2 separate regions of the Canis lupus genome follow, and region 1 is linked to region 2. A link is a contact called in public Hi-C data. All regions are on one chromosome and are shown on one strand. The core of a region is the stretch at or near the end of the contact, and the rest is flanking DNA. Distances in the headings are between cores, read along the strand shown.

Region 1 (3,578 bases), core at 579-3,078, 270 kb before region 2:
CCAAAATGCAAGGGGTTGTGATGGCAAGACTGTGTTTATCATTTAATTTGCTTTTATACTTTAATAGCTAATTGGGGTTTTTTTTGTTTTTGTTTTTTTTTTTTAGATTTTACCTATTTATTCATGAGAATAAATTTTAGATTTGACCTATTTATTCATGAGAGAGAGAGAGAGAAAGAGGCAGAGACACTGGTAGAGGGAGAAGCAGGCTCCATGCAGGGAGCCGGACGTGGGACTCCAGGATCACGCCCTGGGCCAAAGGCTGGCACCAAACCACTGAGCCACCATGTGTCCCAATAGCTAATTGTTCTAACACTAACACTAACAGTGCTCTGATCCCAAATAAGTAGTGCATAGACCTAGAATACCATAAGCAAGATCTAATTTGAGGTCTTGGCTGGGCAGACGTGGAGTGAATATATCTAGGCACCTGGATGCATTTCCACGCACTACCATGGCAAATGCCATCACCTAGATTACCTGCAGTTCAGTCTCGGCCCCTCCATTCCCACTGTCCCTCCTTTTTCCATCCAGCTCTTATCCAGCCTTGCCTCTCAGTATTTTCTACACCCAGATCAACTCATATCCTTGATGTTTCAACTCTCAACCTTTGAGTCTGCAAAAACATCTCTCCCACCCACCAAGATTTCTTCTCCCTTCTGCAAAATCTACCTGTCCTTTGAGATTCAATTTGCTCCTGACACTTTCTAGCAATGTCGGTCCACAGTAACCACTCTTGAGTGTACCACTTGCCATCTGTACCACTAACATTTGACCTCCTACTTTCCCAGCTCACCCAATCATATTTGTCTTTTTCAACTAGAAAGCAGGGCGTTTCCATAGGCCTTTCTGTCCCCGAGACTAGGCAGTATGGCAGGAATTCGTCGGATACTACTGGCAGGCTCTATACGAGGCACTAGCTAGAAATGCCCCAGGTGTGGGGCGCTTGGATTGTGTTGGAGCGGTCCATCAAGCCCTCAGTGTGCAAGGTTGATCAGTGGGGAGTGCTACGACGAAAACTGGAAGGTAGAGGTACAGAGGGTGAGGTGGTAGGTATTATTTAAATAGGAAGGTCACGGAAGTCTTCGGGGACGACTGTGAGCTGACAGGCAGCGGGCGAGCGCTAGCTGCTGCGTTCAGTGGAATTACACCTTGGCGTCACGGTTGGGGTCGGGCAAAGCAGCATCAAAACTAGGTTCCTCGGCATCATCACGGTGTCTGTTCTCTGCCTTGGGAGCCTCACGAAATTACGGCAGGGAGCAGACAACAATGAACGTGGAAGTGCTTCAATACTGTAAATCTGTGCAAATAAAGGGGCGCGGAGTTTCCGCTCAAGGCCTGTTTCAACAAGGGCCGTGGAAGGAGCCAACTTCTCGCCCGCCCGGAGCACTGAGGACGCAGGGGGACGTGCGAACAGGAGCGCCGCTTCGGAGCCCAACGGTCCGGGGGTCCCGGGAGTACCGGGCGCCTCGGTTTCCACAACGCCCGCAGGCCGCCCCCCCCGCCCCCGCCCCCGCCCCGGGCCCGCGGCGCCGCGCTTCGGCCCGTCCGCCCCGCACTCACCGATCGGCTTGTCCAACCGCATGAGGCGCAGGTAGGGCTGCAGGGGGCGGGGCGCCGAGTTCACCACCGCAGCGGCCGATAGGCCGAGCCGACGCCTGCGCGGTTCCGGCCCGACCGAAGGCCGCGGGTGCCCAACGCCGAGCGAGCCAGCCGCGCGCGCCTGGGCCAGGGCGCCGAACCCCCGCAGCCACGGCCGCGCCAGGACCCGCAGCCCCCCCGCGAGGGCCGCGCAGCGAGCGGCCAGCATGGCGCCCGGGAGGGCGTGGCCCCGCCCCGGCCTGAGGTCATTCCCCGGCGACGGGTCGCGGCGGGTCTGCGCAGTGACGTCACCGCGCCTCGTCTGTGCGGCCGAGTGGCCCGAGCCTTTGTAGGAACCGGCCGGGGCGCGGGGTGGCCGCGGTCGCTTTAACCTTGGGGGCGGGGGTCCCGGGGATGCTTAGCGTGATGAGGAATTCCCGTGATCGGCTTTCTCAACAAATGAGCAAAGATAGTGTTGTACCAGGAAAATAAGCAGACCTCGACGAAGCTACCAGAATACTGATTCGGGGACAGGTAAAACGGGCACCAAGAGCCACTGCAAGGATGTAAATGAAACCCGTGCTCAGAGTCAAGGGACATGCATCACACAAGTGAAAACCTTAAATTTGACGGTCAAGTCAGAGGAGCTTGTGTAAGCAAGAAGCAGTGAGCTTGTGAGATGCGAGAGCCTGCAGCTGGAACACCTGGTGGGGCTCTGGATTCTAGCCAGTTCCTGGATGGGGCTGTCTGCCAGGCACTGTCACAGGCACTATGCACGGATTATCCTATTTACCGCTTCCTTAGTCACCATGGGTAAGCCAGTCCTCTGCATTGTACTGCTCTAGAGAATTGGGTTAGTCTTTAAACTCCTTTCCCTAAAACCACAACAGTGATTCTGCCATACCTTGAGTCTCCAGGGGTGGTGAGGAGGGGGCAGTCTTTGATAATTCTGCAAAAATAGCTCACCACTAGTTCACTGGTTGTAGGCAGAGGGATCAAGGCCTCAGGAAATTTTACCGAAGGAGAAAACACACTTCCTCCTGTATGTGTTACCTCTTCTCTCGGTACTCCACCACGACACTACTTCACTCTGACGCCAGATGTGTGGGTTTTCCACATACCAAGCAATTCTTTTTTTTTTTTTTTTTTCATACCAAGCAATTCTGTGATAACACGTGGTATTCTATAATTTAACTCAGTGCTGGTACTAAGTACCTGGAGATGCCATTAGATCCCACAGGTTAAGGGCTTGGGCTCGCAAGACTGCCCCTTGCCCCCACTTAAGATGCTAATTGCAAGGTCCAGGTCATTATCTGTGCTTCTGACCTATTGGCTATTGATTGGAAGTTTTGGAGACCCCTTCTTGCATTTGATTAACTTGCTAGATGGTTCATGGAACTTAGGAAAACGTATTACTTACTATATTACTGCTTTATTATAAAAGGGTGTAACCCGGGAACAACCAGATAGAAGAGATGCATAGGGTAAAGGGTGTGGGAGGGATCCCTGGGTGGCGCAGCGGTTTGGCGCCTGCCTTTGGCCCAGGGCGCGATCCTGGAGACCCTGGATCGAATCCCACGTCGGGCTCCCGGTGCATGGAGCCTGCTTCTCCCTCTGCCTGTGTCTCTGCCTCTCTCTCTCTCTCTCTCTCTCTCTCTCTCTCTCTGTGACTATCATAAATAAATAAAAATTAAAAAAAAAAAAAGGGTGTGGGAAAGAACACAGAGCTTCCATGACCTACTCTCTCCACACCTCCGTGTGTTCACCAACCCTAAAGCTCTCTGAACCTTGTGGTTTGGGGTTTTTGTGGACACTTCATTACATAGGCATGATTGATGAAATCCTTGGCCGTTGGTGATTGAACTCAATCTCTAGTCCCTTTCCCTTCCCTGGGTGTTGGGTGTTGGGCTGAAGGTTCCAATCTTCTAATAATACATGGGTTAGTTCCTCTGGCAACCAGCCACCATCCTTGAGGACTTTCCAGAAGTCTCCTTGGA
Region 2 (3,301 bases), core at 22-2,521:
AAACTTCTCCAAGTCTGAAGCCACCCTCACATTGAGCTTCCTCCAAGCTCCCTTTCATCATGCCATAGTTCCTTTTTAGATACCAAATGAAGTCCAAATCTTAAGCCTGAAATTCTAGGCTCTCCACAATCTAATTCCAAGTTGCTAAAACTCTTATTATTCCCTTTCCTCTAGGCATGTGTGCATACTTGATGTTTCCAAAACACCCTGTGGCAGAGACTATTTATTATCTCCAAATTCATTCTCTTCCTTATTCTTAGTCATGAACCCCACTTTTATTTAAGATATCAGCATATCCAGTGGAAAACTGTGTTCTCTACGCTCTGTTGCAACCATGCATAGTTATGGGACTAGTTTCTTGTCAGAAGAACATGAATCCAAGTACTTCTGGGAGGTATCTGTACAAAATATTTTTTCTTTCTAGCTGGTTGGTTTGGGGTGCAATGAGTGAAGCTCCGGTAGCCATTTTGGACCTTGAGGACAATGACCATACTCCAGGCAGGCAGATCAGAGATCTGAAAGGAGTCTAGGTCCCAGTGACTTTGTGGATCTATCTCATCAGCTCTACCTCCAATGTTATTTGAGTCATTATTTTGTTCTCTTAGTACATGAAGCTGAAACTAATCCCAACTGATACACATACTTCATGGAGGAGGTTATATCGAGGTGGTCCTTGAGGGAAGAATAGGATTTAGACAGGCAAGAAACATCACAGGCAAGAGAAACATAACATAAATGCCTATTAAATTCACATTGTACTTTACAGCTTATAAAGTGCATTCATATCCACTATTTTGTGTTCATTATAACAACTGGGTATGTTATAGGCAAATATTATCCCCATTTTACAGATAAAACTATGGAATCAAAAGTTGAACAAATGATTAAATGGAAAGAACATTGGATATGTAATCAGAAAATCTGGGTTTAAGTTTCTTTTTGTGATGGACAGACTTTAGGGTGGACCCACGATTCTTTTCCTGGTGTTCCTGTTTTTGTAATTTCCTCCTTTTGGGTGTACGTGGACTTGTGACTTCCTTCTAACGAGTAGAATGTAACAAAGATGATGAGATGTTACATCCCATTACATTATATATCACTTGGTCTTGCTGGCTTACTCACTCTGGAGTCTTTCTCTCTTTACTGCTGACCTTGAAGTAGGAAGTTGTCATGAATCCTATAGCTACAAGGGACCACATGCTGCCAAGAACCATGTGAGTGGGAAAGAGGATCCTTCTCTAGTTAAGCCTCCAGATGAGACCTCAGCCTAGGCTCATACCTTGACTGCACAGCCTGGTAAGACTGTAGTAGCTTGCGAGGCCAGCTAACCCACGTCCAGACTCCTGACTCATAGTAACTGTCAGAAAACAAACTGTGTTGCTTTAAACTGCTGAGTTTATGGTAGTGTGTCATGCAGAAATAGATAGCTAATATACTTATCTACTAGTTGTGCAGCCTTCAGGTGATTATGTAACCACTCAGTCATGGCAGAGATGATTAACTGTTCATTGTTAAGTTATACTTTCTCTTCCACAGAATAACACTGTCACTGAGAAGTGGCTGGTCAGTAGGGACTACATTTCTCAGGCCCCCTTGCATATAGGTAGAACCAAAAACTGGTTCTCACCAATACAATGCAAATGGAAGTCATTGATCACTGCCAGGCTGAGGTTGTTAGAAGTGGATGTGCTTTCTCCACTCTTTCTTTGCCTGCCAGCTGGAGGCAAACAACTGTGAGGCCCTAGGGCTTGGTGAAGCCACAGTCAGAAGGAGCCTGGGCTCTTCAAGCACCTCAGGCAAGAAAGTTACTCAGTGGCCAGGAATACCTGCATCACCTTGTTATGTGAATGCAAAATAAACCTTACTGTGTTAAGCCACTGACTTTTCCCAATTTATTTATTGTAGCACTACTTTCCCCCAAGTACAGTTTCAATGTTCTTCTCTGTAAAATGGAGATACAGTTGTGACTGAATGAAATAATCTATTTGAAACACTTACTAAATTGTAAAATATATTTTTAAAAGATTTTATTTATTTATTTGAGAGAGAGAGAGGATGTGTGTGTGTTTGAGAGAGAGAGAGAGAGAGAGCAGGAGCAGGGGAGAGATGTAGAGGGAGAAGCAGACTCCCCCCTGAGCAGGGGACCTGATGTGGGACTCGATCCCAGGACCCCAGGATCATGACCTGAGCCAAAGGCAGATGCTTAACTGAGCCACCCTGGCCCCCTAAACTGTAAAATATTATGTTAACACAAGGTGTTCATAGTATCTTTACAAAAGCCCTAATATGTAAATAAGGAGGGAATTAGTTCCTTATTTATTTTAGAGGGGATAAAATGAAAATGTGGCAATAAGACCTGTTTGAGGTCACTCTGTGAATTAGTGATGGGGTGGAGGGTGAGGACTAGAACTTTCAATCTTCTGTCTAAAAGTCTTCTGTAACTTCACATCAAGTGTTCAGAGGTTTGGAAGGTGTGCAAATCCGGGGAGGTTGCAGGAAGACATATTTCTTTAAACATGAGCAGAGTAAGTGCAGTGATTTCAAGGCTGTCCCTGTGGGGTTGAATCCAATGCAATCCCCTCTGCAGAGGTTGCATATTTGGGTGTCAGTACCTTGAAAAGAAACATAGCTATACCTTACGTATGTTTTAGTTAAATTAAAATATTAATGTGTATTTATTTTGAGGTGATGGTTGAAATACCTTCCTTGTGTGTAATGGAATTTTCATCTTTTGGCAACGGTGAAGACAGCTCATTTAGCTACATATGTTGTCAGTGAAATTTCCCACATGCTTACACGAAACATTTGTCTTCTCCAGATGGCCTGTGTAAAGCCCAGTTGTTCTTTCAAATAAATTTATAGTTATGACAAATGTGTTATCTTTCTAGACTCGATGAGAGTTCTTTCTTGGAAGATGAAATAACCTCCTACCATTCAAAAGGGAAGGGTGAGCACCGAACTGTTCTCAGGCTGAAATATGGTGGGATCTGAGTTTAAAGAAGTCAGTAGGTCAGATATGTGCTTTTGCTCCCCTCCCCCTATAGAATCTGTGTGGCCTCAGGTTCCCCACTCACTAAACACACTAAAGAACCCCAAACACAAAAGTTCCTCTGAAGAGAGTCCACATAGTTCTAACCTCTTTTCAGCCTTTTTTTTTTTTCCAGTAACACCTTACTTTCTTTGGTTAAAAATCTAAACATTGGGGGATCCCTGGGTGGCACAGCGGTTTAGCACCTGCCTTTGGCCCAGGGCGCGATCCTGGAGACCTGGGATCGAGTCCCACGTCGGGCTCCCAGTTCAT

The links. Hi-C and Micro-C count contacts between places; a contact is called where the count stands out from the background.
Region 1: a Hi-C map of blood shows a contact between it and region 2, with 3 times the contacts expected there. The contact joins the promoter of COQ2 here to the enhancer-like site in region 2. A contact is called at or near these places in 2 of 9 Hi-C or Micro-C datasets (amygdala and blood).

The regions. Positions count from the first base shown.
Region 1 is chr32:32,836,361-32,839,938 of UU_Cfam_GSD_1.0, reverse strand. It overlaps COQ2 (4-hydroxybenzoate polyprenyltransferase, mitochondrial), which reads right to left and starts at 1,828. Exons shown (of 7, transcript XM_038582256.1): 1 at 1,564-1,828. The coding sequence starts at 1,810.
Region 2 is chr32:32,569,656-32,572,956 of UU_Cfam_GSD_1.0, reverse strand. No RefSeq gene overlaps it. Among named protein-coding and RNA genes, the nearest start is that of GPAT3, 74 kb to the left of the region's middle. Within about 2 kb of position 1,271, at least 1 of the 20 cell types and tissues checked has an H3K27ac peak or open chromatin away from gene starts, as enhancers often do. A contact at or near this core is called in blood, where this site is marked.